Regions from separate parts of the Xenopus laevis genome. Here region 2 is linked to region 1. Evidence: chromatin contacts called from public Hi-C data. All regions are on one chromosome and are shown on one strand. The core of a region is the stretch at or near the end of the contact, and the rest is flanking DNA. Distances in the headings are between cores, read along the strand shown. Region 1 has its middle 9.3 kb from the start of litaf.L. Region 2 overlaps txndc11.L (thioredoxin domain-containing protein 11).

Region 1 (7,553 bases), core at 4,805-7,304:
GGAGCCATTTTGTGGACATTGATATTAAGGCAAGACTTGTATCATCTCAGAATCTTGTTTGTGCACCAGGGGACAGGGACCCAATGTCCATCCCCATGCACTGGTTACACAATTAAATCGTTAAGAGAACTGGGGGAATGTAGGGAGAGTGGTGACATCTAGGAAGTGCTGAATGGAAAGTGAAAGTAATTGCTTCCCACGCCTCTATGCCTAGGCATAGAGCTCTGAGCATTGCTGTCTATGCCTAGGCATAGAGGCATGGTAGGCAATATTTGAGTGATAGCTGATATTTTTAAATGAGTTTACAACAGTTATGAATGCTTTAATAAAAAAAAAGAAATTGGATTTCATATTTAATTTAAAAAGGACTTTTATTATACAGATTTTTATGTCTGGGTGACGGGTCCACTTTAAGCAATTTTGAGGAAAGTTTGAAGGGATTTTGTAATATTTAATGAGGGAAGAATTGTCCCCCAAAGGATAAGAACTTCACGTGATGTAGTTTTTATACTCCCATAACGAATGGGAACTGGAAGATAATCACCAAAATATTAGATTGGTTGCTCAACATCATCTACCTGCTTCACCTGGCTGTACAGGACAATTTAATATATGAAGGCCACCACAAAATTAAGAGATCGATCTAAGAAGGGCACAAAGGACTCCTATTTGTGGATTGGGAACACTTCCCTCACTTTAAAGTACCTCTAGACGCATGGCCACAACACATACAATTAAGTAATTCATTGAAATAAAGCACAAACACTCACCTATTGCTGTAATTTAATCAGCCAGTTTGGCCACAGAGAAATAAACATAGTTTTTTTTGGGGGGGTTTCAAACCTTTTCAAAATCTCTAGAGATTAGCACGGTGGTAACGCTGGGTCAAAGTTATTTTGATTTTGTCTGGTTGGCCTGCTTGCTCAGATTACATTCATTCTTATTGGACCATTTCCCATAAAGTTGAATGTATTACACTAGTTTAATAACATGGAGGGAAATGTGATCATATGTTGCTTACTTAAAGCTGCCTATACACAGACAGTCCAAAGAGGAAGAAGAATGGATTCCCGCTCCTTTTATACATCGAGGACCAAAAAAATACATTATATCCTTACAATTCTATAAACCGAATGATTGGTCTAATGACCGTTTCACTTATCATTCAACAATTGGTCTAACAGGGCCTGCACTTGAGTTAAGGGAAGCAACAGTATTTTCTAAAGAGAAAAACCTTGTGGGCGTTACCCCAACTGAACTGGGGCCAGTGCATCCCCAAATCCTACAATACACTCAAGCACATAATGAGTGAGCAGGGCCCAACATGGCCGCCAGGGCGACGTAGCTCTTGCAAGAGGGGTTTCCTTCAAATAATACTACTAATAATACTACTAATAATTCAAATACAACCAGAGTTTGGAGGTGGAAACAATTTTGGCACAAGGTGCCCTTTAATATTGCGAGAGTTCCCTTGCCATCGGCACTTCTGGGAAATAAAAGTCTTCAATATCCCTTTAAAGAAATACCAGTATTCATCTATAACAATATTATACTTTTAGATACATGTTTCTGAAGGAGCCAGCCCACATTTATCTGATTTACTTTGCCATGCGGTTAGGTTATCCAAGGTATCTGATATTCCTATAGGCTAGTATATTTACATAACCTGTCAATGAACCATTAAATCCAGATCATATGGCGATGAAGCATCACGCTGCAGATGTGCCATTAGTATTTTTATGTCTTTGCGTAAAAAAACACAAAGCTGTACTTATCTGTGATTTATCCCTTTTGAGCAGGAGCTGTTCCCTCACACACAAAGATGTAATGTCATGTAATTACTGTACCTAGCAATTTGGTGACTTGCTAACATCTCCATAGTGACTGCTAATTTACTAGCACAATTTCTCATCTCTTGCTCTTTCAGAGGTTAATTTTAGATGGTGATATATAATAATAATTGTCCTTTCTCAAAAACCAATGCAAGCTGCAAGCAGTTTCTTCATTTCTGATTTTAAGATTAGATGTGTTTATAAAGTCTAAACTAGTTCAGATGCTCTTTACACGAGAAACAAAGTTGCCCGAACTCAGCCACAACAACGTACAAATTGTATTTACAAATAAGCCCATGTTCTCCTCTCTGTTGCTTTCTATGGGCTGAGGGTGATGTGCATATATTAATGTGCATATAAAGGTTACCTATAGGTCATGTTGATTGGCTGATAGGTCTGCTTTTGGAAGTAATTGTTACTTGAAGTTCCTAAACCTGACTGTTTTTCCAACCTGACTGTCCCTTCTGAGCCTGTCAGTTTCTAATGTTAATGGCCTAATGCTACACAAATATGGCAGCTCCCTCATAGAGGAACATGGGGGATCAGATAGGTAATGTAAAAGCATTGGGCCAATGATTTCATGGCAAAATTATAAATAGCATGGAAAGACAATGTTATGAGATGTAAAAAGAAAGTTTAATTTCTGGTGTCAGTATCCCTTTAAAATGGCATCTGCTATTTCAGGCAATTCAGACAGAAGGCAATGGGTGGCAGGGCCAGGCCAAGCCAGCTGGGCGCCCTAGGCAACCCAGCCGGCCTCCCCGGTCCCCCCCGCATGCATGTGTGTGCGCACGCCCCAAATGAACCGCAACTTGCGCATGCGTAGGACGGGGAGAGAGGCGGACGCAGGGGAGGAGATCGACGTAGGGGAGGAGAACGACGGAGGGGAGGAGAGCAATGGAGGGAGGGGAAGCAGAGGAGGAGAGCGACGGAGGGGAGAGGCAAATCAACAAAGGGGAGGGGAAGGGGGGAGAGAGCGATAGAGGGGAAGGGGCAGAGCAACAGAGGGGAAAGTGTGGCGGAGGGTGGGGAACCAAAGAGAGCTGTGATAACGGACTAAGGGTAGGCAGAAGACAGTTTAAGCGGTACCTGCCTAGCGCCCCCTGTTGTTGCGCCCTAGGCAGGTGCCTCTTCTGCCTACCCCTAGTTCCGGCCCTGATGGGTGGGGAGTGATTTTGGAAATTCTGGGTCTGTGAGCAGCTGAATGAATTCATAGTAAGTGAAAGCAGTTACGTTAAAAGCTAGGAACAGCATAGGGGCATGTTCCCTTTAAAATAATCTAGAATTTAATCTTTTTTAGGAGATAATTGTGGGCAAAGGGCTGTATGAAGAGCTTGCTAATCAGTGGTGCTAACATTTCTGACACTTTATCCTACTGAGCTCTGAGTGTAATGACCTTTAGTTGCTTATTATTATTATTATTATTATTATTATTATTTTTCTGGCTCTTTTCAATCTTCAGTCACCTATCATGAACTCTGCTTGCAAGACTGCAGCTAACGTTCAGACATAGTTTCTTCTTTCTTCCTTCTCAGACTTTATTGCCAATAGCGAGACACCTGCCCAATTTTTTATTTTGCATCAAATTACCTTTTGCCATCTTTCGGACTAGGCCATACACTTTTATTTTACTGATTTTTTTTATACATTTCCATTTTATCATGGGACATTTATACCATCTGGACACTATCTTAAAGTTAGTTTCTTGTGATTTACATGCAATGGAAAACTTATGGGTTAAGGTAAAACAAGCATTCCATTGTTCTGCTGTAAATTCAGATTGTAATTCCCTTTCCCATGTAACTGTATATTTTTGCAAAGACACTGTCTCTTTCTGATCTGCAAGTTTATATAATACGGAAATCAAATGTCTGACAGGAGATTTAAGTACGCAAAGCGATTCAATAGGAGAGACAGGCGTTTGTCTCATTATCTTTGAGGGGCCATTAGCCAATGGCGGAGTTGGTTATACCTAAACCTGAATAAAAAAAAATTCTGGCACTTCAGGACAGATGTGAGTCAGTGGTAACAAAACATTATTTTCTAGTACTTGTGAACAGATAAAGCTTTCATTGTACATTCTCCCAAGAAAGCCTGCACTCATCATTCCAGGAACAAAATGTGGATTTCCCACTATAGGGGTGAGAGGACCCTCCCGTGAAATCAGGGAAGGGGTCTCAAGAAGATATCTATCAGCTTGAGTTAAAGTCTCTCTGCAGACTTTGGGAAGAATGATTAAGGAGGGTCTAAGAGAGGGATGGAGCCACCATGCTTGCAGTGGTCTGTCTACTATGAGTTGCTCAAATTGAATCCATCTTTTATCCATAGGATAATAAAACCATTCCAATATTCTGCTCAATGTGACTGCTTTCAAATAAATTTCAAGATGAGGAAGAGCTAGACCCCCTAATGATGTGGGTTTAATTAGAATGCTTTTATTGATCCTGGGTTTTGTACCTTTCCAGATAAAAGTTCCAAATGTGGCTTGTAGAGTGTCCAAAAAGCGTTTGGAGGGGGCTTCAGGTATTGTCTGAAATTGGTACAGAATTCTGGGTAAAACATTCATTTTGAGTAAGTTAATGCGGCAAAACCAGGACAGTGGGAGAGATTGCCAACGTTTCAGGTCTGCTAAAATTTATGGTTTATAGAGGATAGATTAGTGAGATCTGCTGGAATATGGATGCCCAGGTATCGCAAGGAATTGCGATTCCATTTAAAAGGGTAATTTGTTTGCAGATCTTGTTGCAAATGAGCAGGAAGGGAAATATTGAGTGCTTCAGACTTGTCAAAATAAAAAAATATTTTAAACAATTGAATGAATGAATGTGATAACTGTGCCACCTGCTGGTCATTGCCAGACTGTCTACATTAAGAAAAATGATTAACGATCAGATTAACGAAAGGATTAAAGACTAACGGAGAAAAGAAAGAAGTGATCTAGATTATGTAAAGAAACATCAGATGACTTTACATATGACTTTTTATTAAAATATCTATTGCCTCCTATCTTGGCAATGAAAAAGAAAAAATGATTGAATGTAAATCACAAAAGTGTTTAGAAGAAAGAGAAACTTTACATAAACTGGTTTCAAAGGCCATATGGATAGGGTTGCCACCTTTTCTGGAAAAAAATACCAGCCTTCCTATATATTTAACTTTTTTCCCTATGAATAAAATTGGGATCAACCATAATTTTTACAGACCAGGTGGCAACCGTAGGTATGGATTGACAAATTATGGAATAGCCCAGGTCCCAAGCATTCTGATAAGGGCAGAGACACACAGTCAGATTAAGGGAGATTATTCGCCCGGCTACAAATCTACTCTTCTTCGGGGCAACTAATCTTCCTGAACTGCATTCCTGTCGGCTAAAATGAAAATCGCTGGCAGGATGGCAATTGGAGCGATTCGTTTTCCGGAGTCGCCTGAAGTTTCCTTGCGAGGCAACTTCAGGTGACTTCGGAAAATGAAGAGCTCTGAATGCCATCCTGCCGGGGTTTTTCATTCTAGCCGGTGGGAAGGCAGTTTGCGGAGATTACGCCCCATAGAAGAGATTTGTCACCGAATCTAACCGTGTGTCTCTGCCCTTAGACTTACTTACATGCCTATATAAATGTTTACTAGCTTAGTGCAACACTGTGATCAGTTTTGGAGATACAGCACAAACTGGGTATGCTTCTATGCATTCCCAAATCATTTGTATGCAGCTACTGCCATCTGCTGGTATCCAGTAGAGCAGATACAATATTGTCTGCATTTTCTATTTGTTTATACATTATCATTTTGTATTGGTGTAAAGACATTATAACAACACAAAATTTACATTCCAGTTGCTGAAGACAGTTTTTAAAGGTTTGATCATCCAAAATACCTTTTCTACATAGTCCTTCTAGACTAGATTTTGCAGTTGAATACACTGCTCATAAAAATATTAGTTTTTTTTTTGGATGTACCAAATCCACCATCTAGAAGGCTTTTGTCAGGCTGAATGCAATCTTATGGCTGATTTAAATATTTATATAAGCAGTGTTGGGCTGCGGGGCCCAGGGCCCAAATGGACTGCTGCCTTAGGGGCCCCCACACCATCTAGGCTTGCCACCTGTCTGGTTTTGACCAGGACAGCACTGTCTTTTTGAAGGGCTGCTCGGGTCAAAACTGGCTGCCCGGTTTTTGAAATTAGGAAAACCAATCAGGATTTCCTGGGATTGACGGGGCGATCGGCCAATCGCCACGTCAAAGCCCTGCCCTGACGTCACAGCCCTGCCCCCACAATGTCATGCCCTGCCCCGCCCCCCACTGCATCACCTCTATATACCTCTTGTCAAATCATGAAAACCCAAATGATATGATAAACCTGCTATATTTTGTTCGCTGATAACCTCTGAATCAGATCTAGTGCCCTTTTGGACGCCCACTGCGAAAATGGAAAATCTCAGATATATACACGTCTCTGTGTATCTAATAGTCAGTGTAGACATATCAGTCTTCAACATCAAGAAAAAATGTATGATTTCTGAAAAAATGGTGACAAAGCTTGCATACCTTTTTCCCTGATTGTGTTTATTTATTTTCAGACACAAACATGTTTCAGAAAATATTCAAACAGAATAATTTGTGGCAAAAAAAACATAGTTACATTAATTTTTAACGAGGTTATATCATTTCTACTAAAATTGAAAATTAGTGGAAAATTTACCTGCTTGGAATCCATAGAGACACTTTTTGTTTTTGCATTCTATTCTACAATAAATTGTAGGTCCAGGGCCTGCGGCAGTATGTTGCAGTATATCCCTCTAATTATAAAGTAAATCCATAGTAGTGTTCGAATTATGGGAAGGCTGTCTCCCATAGACTCCATTTTATCCAAATCTTTAAAAATGATATCCTTTTTCTCTGTAATAATAAAACAGTACTTTGTACTTGATCCAAACTAAGATATAATTAATCCTTATTGGAGGTACAATCACCCTGCTGGGTTTTTAGTTAATGTTTCTATGTTTTTCTAGTAGATCTAGAAAACTCCCAGGTCCCGAACATTTGGGATAACAGGTCTCATACACGTTTTTTTAAATGGTCGATAAATGCTGCCCACCAGCATATTAAAGGGGTTGTAAATGTTTAAATTAAATTACGCATGTAATCGCCAACCACAGGTTGAGAAGCAGCCCAATTGACAATAATTGAGTGTGTTTACTCCTGTGCTCCCCTGAGGCTGAACAGAAAGAAAACGCAACGCAGGGAAGCGCAGGTAAAAACGCCCGTGTGTAAAGGCCCTAACAATTTTGAGGTAAGCAAATAAGTAATTATAACAATTTAGAGAAGGAGGTCCCTTGGGAAAAGTTAGACTCACAGCTTAAATGGCAATTCACCTTTATTAGCAAAACTGTAATAACTGAAAAAAAACACAGAAATATGTTCAAACTTTCATAATCTGACACATTTTTTAAAATGAACATGGTAATTAGGGGGTATGTACATGTAAAAGTCCAGTTTTGCATTTGGGAACTCCAGACCCTCCTGGTCTAGCTCCCAGTCAAATGACTACTCCAGCTTTTACTCTACATTTTGCAGCCAGATTCTTATTCCACTCTGTCTTCAGTGAAGTAAAACCAGCAATGGCTGTGGGCACATTGCTCTGTTTATATGAACTCAGTTGCACAGCAGCGGCACCTTGTGACACCCTCCTGTATCTGCCAGACACACTGCACAGGGACAAGGCTC
Region 2 (7,374 bases), core at 4,322-6,821, 75 kb before region 1:
TGATGAGGGTGCTATGCTATTTTAGGAAAGATGTGAGAACAGTTTCTAATTTTTTTCCTAAGCAGAAGAACATCAGAGCAGACTCTTCCTTTCTCCTGACAACTTCCTTGACTGCTTGGTGGTCAAAATGGTCAGAAACTGATCAGCAGGTGGCGCTGTTGTAACAAAATTAATTCATATTAACAGTACATGTATCCCTTAATATCTTGTAATTAAAAATAAATAAATAATGAATGTAAATTAAAAAAGTGCGTAGAATAGCACCCTCATCAATTTTACATTCACTTATTGTAAAGGTTTACTTATCCTTTAACAGCAGGGGGTGAGGAACCACTTCTTCTATGGTGCACTTAGGATTTAACAAAGCTTTATGTGTACTGGATATTTGTACTATCTGTTCATAGACTGTGGAGCAAAGGTTTATAACTATTTTTTTCAGTGCCTATGGTAACCATTAGTTTATAAAGGTGGTACAGAAATGTAAAAATACATTTTTGTTTGGGTTTTAACATTCTGATTTAGGCTATTAAAATCAGACAAATTCATTACTGATCCTTTGCCTTTGGGTGTAGTTGGTTGGCGTTTTTATTTATAAATATCCTTTTTAATTTAAATATTTTTTTGCTGCATACAGTATTTTAAAGTTAAGGCCAAGAATTATTTGGGATTTGTCTAAAGCAAATCTCAAAATCAAACTTTGATTTGTGACTATACAAGTTAGGGTGCTAAAAAATAAATAATTCACACTTTGTATTTGTAATGAAGGACATACTAAAAAAACAAGAACACCCACACCGCTTTCTCCCTAAATAGAATCCCCCTTCGCTAGCATCCAGTAAATGATTTGCAAATGCATGAAATATGTAAATACTCAGCACTGCAAATTTTGGACTACACAATGTTCTGTTAAGTTTCTTTCTAAGTGTCTATTAAAAACCCCCTTTCCTTTGTAATTTGCAGCGTGTGCATTTTCAATCCTCATGCAATAATTACCCAAAACCCAGCATTTTGTTAAAGAAAAAAACAAGGCTTATCCTAGCCATATATAAATTGTAAGCTCTAAGCAAGGGCCCTCTTGTATCCATTGTGTTTTTGTATGTTTTCTGTATATACCCATTTATTGTACAGCGCCGCTTTATAAATCCATGTCTATATCAGTATTAAAAACCCTATATATGTATATGTACCCTATATGTAGTATTGGACTACAATACTGTATGACACATTCCTGGTGGCTTTTTCAAGGATGATGGTTAATGGCTGTCGCTACTTTTATTTCCCTGCATATAAATTGAAGGGGAGCTATTGTTAAAAAATACTATGTTGTAAATGCTGACATGTCATGATTTTTCTTTTTATTTCATTCCATTATAAAGATAGAAAATGTTAAATCATTAAAGGGCTGGTTCATCTTCAGGTTAATTTTAATATGTTATAGAATGGCCTGTTCTTAACAACTATTCAATTGGCCTATGTCTTTTATTTCTTATAGTTTATCAATTATTTGTGGCCCTCTTCCTCCTCTTTACAACTGACCCCTGCAGCTGAAAAAATGCTACTCTGATGCTATAGCTTACTTTTTATTTCTACTCAGGCCATCTTCCAGTCTCTCATTCAAATCACTGCCTGATTCCAAACTGGAGAGCTGCTGATCGAAATGCTAAATATTTAAAAAAAAACAACCACAAATAAAAAATGAAGACTAATTGCAGATTGGTTTCAGTATATCCCTACATGCCTCATACTAATTGTTAATTTAAAGGTGAACTACCTTTTGAATATTCTAATGTATATAACATATTTATTTTTTATTTTCACTTTAAGTGCACTTTCCTCTACAATTGCATTTTTTTTTTCTCTTCGCTAGCAAGCAACCAGTAGGAACGATACACATGACATGACTGTGTTTTAAAAGAAGGCTAATAAATGATGATAGAACCTCTAGGTCCAAGTTCATCTTTAACAAGCTGCTGTAAGGCCAGATAATGTAGCTGACAATTTTGTGGTGCTCTTTGCAGATTATCTGGGAACGATCCGATTCGGAGTAATCACTGACAGAAAAGTTGCAAAGGAAATCTCACTCGGCAATCCAGGGAGTATTTACCTGCACAGAAACCTGAATTCTTCTTTAGTGAGTTCTTTCATTTTTAATGAATTCATTTAATTTGAATAGACTTTTTAGGGGAAGTAGGTTTGTAATTGGTAGCCAGTATTAGTGCTTTGCCTTCTTTCTTCCCCTCTATTCCTTCATTTAATCCATCACAAGTTCTTCTCCTCCTGTAACTGACATTCATTTCTTTCTCCACTCCCATCTTAGAAGCTTTAGAAAAGGTATTGTTACAGTTCCTTTGCTGTATTGTGACAGGTTATAAGAGCAAGATCTATACATAGTCTACAATATTTCATCTCCATTTTCAATAGAGGGCAAGCATTAGAATAGTTTTCTCTGATCTTATAAATTCTGTCAAGATATCTTATGCTTGAAAAACATAAATCTGACTACAGTTTTTGTATGAAACAGGTCTACCCGGATAAAGAGATGAACTTCACAGCTGCAAATATTTGCAAGTGGGCACTAGACAACAGGGAAAATCTTATTTACTGGCTGCGACCTCATGGTGGCAAAAGCCTTCTGCTGCACAATGAGCTGAAGAAAGGACCCGCTCTCTTCATGTTTATTCCATACAACCCTTTAGCTGAAAAACAGCCCCTCTTGCATGAGGTTAGTGGACACATAGGTGTAACTTGCATTGCAGTAAGAGAGTAATGCTTTTTTTTTCTCTTTCAGCAAGAGAAACAAATTGACATAAATAGTATAGGATATATATTTTTATATATCCTAAATTAGTATACTATATATGCAGGTATGGGATCTGTAATACAGGTTAGGGGGCTTTCTGTAAATTGGATCTCCAATAATACCCAATAGGATTGTTTTGCTTCCTATGAGGATTAATTATATCTTCGTTGGGCTCAAGTACAGGTATAATGCACTGTTTTATTATTACAAAAAGGAGTTCATTTTTAATTATGGGAGATGGACTTCCCACAATTCGGAGGTTTCTGGATAATGGGTTTTCAGAAAATGTATCTCATACATATACTGCTTCCAAATATTTGTAGTGTTTCTCATTGCAGGTCATGGTTTTTATTCAGTGCTGTGGCACAAATAGTGATTCATTATAACTGCTTGTTGTGCTCTATAAACCTCTGCTACCTAACATGAGTTGTTTTCCTTTCACATGATTAGCAAGCACCATGAGTTTTTCTCCACAGGAAAGCAAGACCATGTATAACTTCATATAGGGATTCTTCACTGCATATACTACATACGTGAACATGTAAAGAATCCATAAATGAGGTGTGGAGCACCCATCTATCAGTTTCAGCAGTCTACTTATAATAAAACTTGTCCTGTAGGAACTGCAGCTTCTGCCTGGTCGAGAGTCAGACTTAACTAGAAGGTTAACATCTAATTTAACTTTTTGTAAATCATGTTTATTTGACCAAGGATCATTAAGCAGCGTGGCTTCCGAAGAAACCAATTGGTTGAATTGCAAAACGACCACTTCAGCTCATTCCCATATATCTTTAAAGCCATAAGCAATGTGATTTGCATAGAGAATGATGGGAAATATCTGCCACATCAACCAAATTACCTTCCAAATTACCATCTCTGGTTTGCTTTTAGGGTTGCCTACAGTACATCTTTGCTTCAACAGGCGATTAACCTCCCCAAAATGCCTTTCCACCGTCAATAATGTGACTCTCCAGCAGGATGGCATAAGCATTGCTTTGGTTTTCTGAAGTTTACTTGTGAGGCAATTTTAGGTGATTTCGGAAAACGATGCTTATGCCACCCCGCAGGCGATTCACATTCTTGCCGGTTGGAAGGTATTTTGGGGAGATTAATCACCAGCAGTAACGAAGATGTATTGCAGGTGAATAAATTACAACTAGCGGTTCAGTTCAGTCCATATTGTGGTTTTAATCAGTGATTTTTGATTTTATGATCAAATAAATGAAATGCTAGAACAGGTTTTTTTTTTTGTTTTGTTTTTTTAATTCATGACCCTCCAGCAACTATTGTTCAGGGTACTGAGGAAACTAAAGGGCAGTAAGTCTGCATGGCTGCATGTAGACTTTTTATTTTAAGTGTGCTGATTTAACCCAACCTTTGAAGCAAGAATCACAAAGAACTTGTTTAGCAGCAGAATCTTATCTTGACATTAGTACTTAACTGAAACTTGGTTTAGGCATGATCAAAAGATCTATCTTGTGTTATTGAACTCCTGTACTTGGCTATTGCAGCATTCCCTGAAGGCAGGGAAAAAGCAGGAATATCAGTCCTAACTAGCTTTTGTTTCATAAATCCTAATTTGTAAAATTATTTTTTTTTATACCCTATATCATGAGCAACTAGAATTAATGGTGCATAAGATGTCCAAATATAACCTTAAGATGAAAGTGGAGTTGAATTTCAATGCATATCGTTGTATATGCAAGTAACACATCTATCATCTGATTACAGAGCTTGTTTACAAGCTAATTTAATTGTTGGGTCATTGAACTCTTATTATAACTGACAGCATTTGCCTGCAAACTACCGGTAGTTGAAATTATTGGTCTATGAAACATTAAGCATTATACTATGCTCATAAGATTCATCTAAGAGGGAAGCATAAAAGGAGGGTATATTGTTCCCCATGAAAGCCAGCTGTTCAGAGCTTTTACAACAGTATTGCAATTCTTTACTTAAAATTAAACAAATAAAATCAGTTGTGATGTTCATAGACTAAGGCTAATGCCACATGGTCTGATTCTGGGCCGGCATATAAATGCAGACTGAGAATCAGCCCCTCCACTGGCTTCAGGGATCAAGTATGCATTTCGGCACAGAAATCTACTCCGTGTGCAGCAGAGGTTCTTGAGTTACTGGAAACAGCCTGGTCTGCCTTTAGCCTTTATGCTAATATAAACACCATGCTCGATTTACATTAGAATTTAAGTCTTCACACATGCAAATGGATGGAATTCAGTAAGTCTCAGAACTATCTGTAACCACAATTTTTCAACAGGATCAGGTTCAGTATAAATTAATAATATTTTAAAGGTTTGCCATATCCTTATTGAAACCAATATAAAAGCCAGAAAAGGCCCTGCTTGTTACTTTATTGTGTTGATTATTCGGGGATCAGCACTAGGAGGAGAATGATTAGGTAACTAGATGTTACCGGGCCCCATAGCAAATTAATTTTAGGGCCCCAACATATGCAGGGGTTGACCTGTTTTACCAATATATGTTAAATTGCTCATTAATTAGGGCATCATGGGGCCCCTATACCTCCTTTTTTGGGAACCAATGTATTTTGGATCAGTCGGCAATAATAATAATAATAATAATCTAGAAAAAATATTTTCCCCAACCAAAGGTACGGGTTAATAGAGCCCGCACTCTGGTTGGGGGTAACAGTATTAGTGCTAGGACATTCACACCAGGAGGGAACTGCCAGTGCGAGCAGCCATGTTGTGCAGAGCACATGCGCATAATGAACTTCTGATGCCACGTGCATGCACATAAGGAGCAAGTTGCGTCATTAGCTCATTATGTGCATGCGTGTGCCCCAACATGGCCATTGGGAGCTCCTGGTGCGGGTGTCCTAACGCTGGCGGGCCATTTAAAAAAAACAAACTACTGTTACTCCCAAATAGAGCTCGATTAGCCCACACCTTTGGTTGGGGAAAATATATTCACCCAACAGGTGCCCTTTAAGGCTACTAAGAAATTATTTAAACATTATTGTTACAGAGAAAAAGGAAATCATTATTCAAAATTTGAATTATTCGTCTATGGGGAATTACCTTAACGCAATTCCGAGCTTTCTGTATAACAGGTTTCCGAATAATGTATCTTATACTTGTAAATATATTGAAAGGTGAGGACAAAAGAGGACCATGTTCTAATACTATGTACTGTATATACAAATCTCAGCACTGCTTTTTGTAGATTTAGCAAAATCTAATCTAATGGCAGCATGACTTGTTTAATAAATATCAAGAAACGGAAGGCAGCAGACGGCTATGTATTATAGGAAAGATTGCTTGCAATTTGAATATTCTCAGTGAAGTAGCTCACAATTTTGTTTTCTGTCTTCTAGATTGCCGAAGTTGCCCTGCAGTACAACAGTTGTTCTAAAAGCCTTCCTGTTAATGATGACCATGATCAAAAACAAGTTCAAGATAGAAAGACTTCATCAGATACAGATTCCCATAATACCGGAAGATTTTCCTGTTGTAATACCGTAGTTCTCCCTCAATGGCACTTAATGTCAAGGATTCACAATATTTGTGAACTGTGTGTCAATCAATCTGCCGGTATCAGGCCAAGTAAGGTCTACATGCACCGCTGCAACTTTCTTGATATCGAAGCTGCTTTAGACTCGTTCTACCTCAAAGAACATTCCTTTATGGGCTTCCTTTCTAAATTTAGAGAGTGCAGCAATTTCCCAAGTTTTTACAGTCCCTATAATCACTATACCGCATGTTGTCAGACTTTAAGCAGGGAACTCATTGCTTCCAGTAGCTTCCTTCAGAACACTCGCGTTCTACCTTCTTCCAATGGGAAGAACTTCAAAGAAGAGCTAACACATTTAGTGCCTCATATTGAGGAGAAGACACTTTTAAGTCCTAGCTATCATATCAGCGGTAATAGTATTACTGGCCTCAGCTGTAGGACCAACAAGACTTTAAATCTATATCTTCTGGATTCCAACTTGTCTTGGATATACGCTGAAAGACTCGGAGCCGCTGGATCAGCTTCTGGAAAAGAGTTTGCTGCCATTGTAGACTTGAAAGAAGAAGTGCACTACATCCTTAACCACTGGCAACCCCTCATTAAACCAAATCTAGGTAGGAAAAAAATTAACATGTAGATTTTATCCTCATTTAATATAATAATGTTTTTAGGCTTCATTATCTATAAATGCATTGTTCCCTGTTTATACCTCATATCATCAGGTTTCTTTACCTCTATGTTAATTGTTAAAGAGGCATAAGATGCTGATTTATTCAGTAATGACCACTTTAAAATAATGAGGAAAACATTTTTGCATAATAAAAGAAAATGTAATTCTAACCAGATTACGAGTACTTATTGATGACAGTTTTGAATGATTTTATTGTTCCAATTCCGCCTTCTCTTTTCCATGATTTTTAACGCAGGTATGGGATCCGTTATCCGCAAAGCTCAAATTATGGGAAGGAAGTTTCACAAAGACTGTATTTTATCCAAATGATAGATTTTTTTTTTTTATAAATTATTTCCTTTTTTCTTGTGATAATAAAACTGTAACTTGTACTTGATACATGATTTTT

Evidence for each region. Hi-C and Micro-C count contacts between places; a contact is called where the count stands out from the background.
Region 2: a Hi-C map of the XL177 cell line shows a contact between it and region 1, with 4 times the contacts expected there. The contact joins two enhancer-like sites. A contact is called at or near these places in 3 of 4 Hi-C or Micro-C datasets (the XL177 cell line, the XTC cell line and animal cap).

Annotation. Positions count from the first base shown.
Region 1 is chr9_10L:99,740,377-99,747,929 of Xenopus_laevis_v10.1, reverse strand. No RefSeq gene overlaps it. Among protein-coding and RNA genes, the nearest start is that of litaf.L, 9.3 kb to the right of the region's middle. Within about 2 kb of position 6,054, at least 1 of the 7 cell types and tissues checked has an H3K27ac peak or open chromatin away from gene starts, as enhancers often do.
Region 2 is chr9_10L:99,815,163-99,822,536 of Xenopus_laevis_v10.1, reverse strand. txndc11.L (thioredoxin domain-containing protein 11) reads left to right here. Exons shown (of 12, transcript XM_018236305.2): 6 at 2,019-2,131; 7 at 2,522-2,722; 8 at 6,159-6,909. Among protein-coding and RNA genes, the nearest start is that of txndc11.L, 17 kb to the left of the region's middle. Within about 2 kb of position 5,571, at least 2 of the 7 cell types and tissues checked have an H3K27ac peak or open chromatin away from gene starts, as enhancers often do.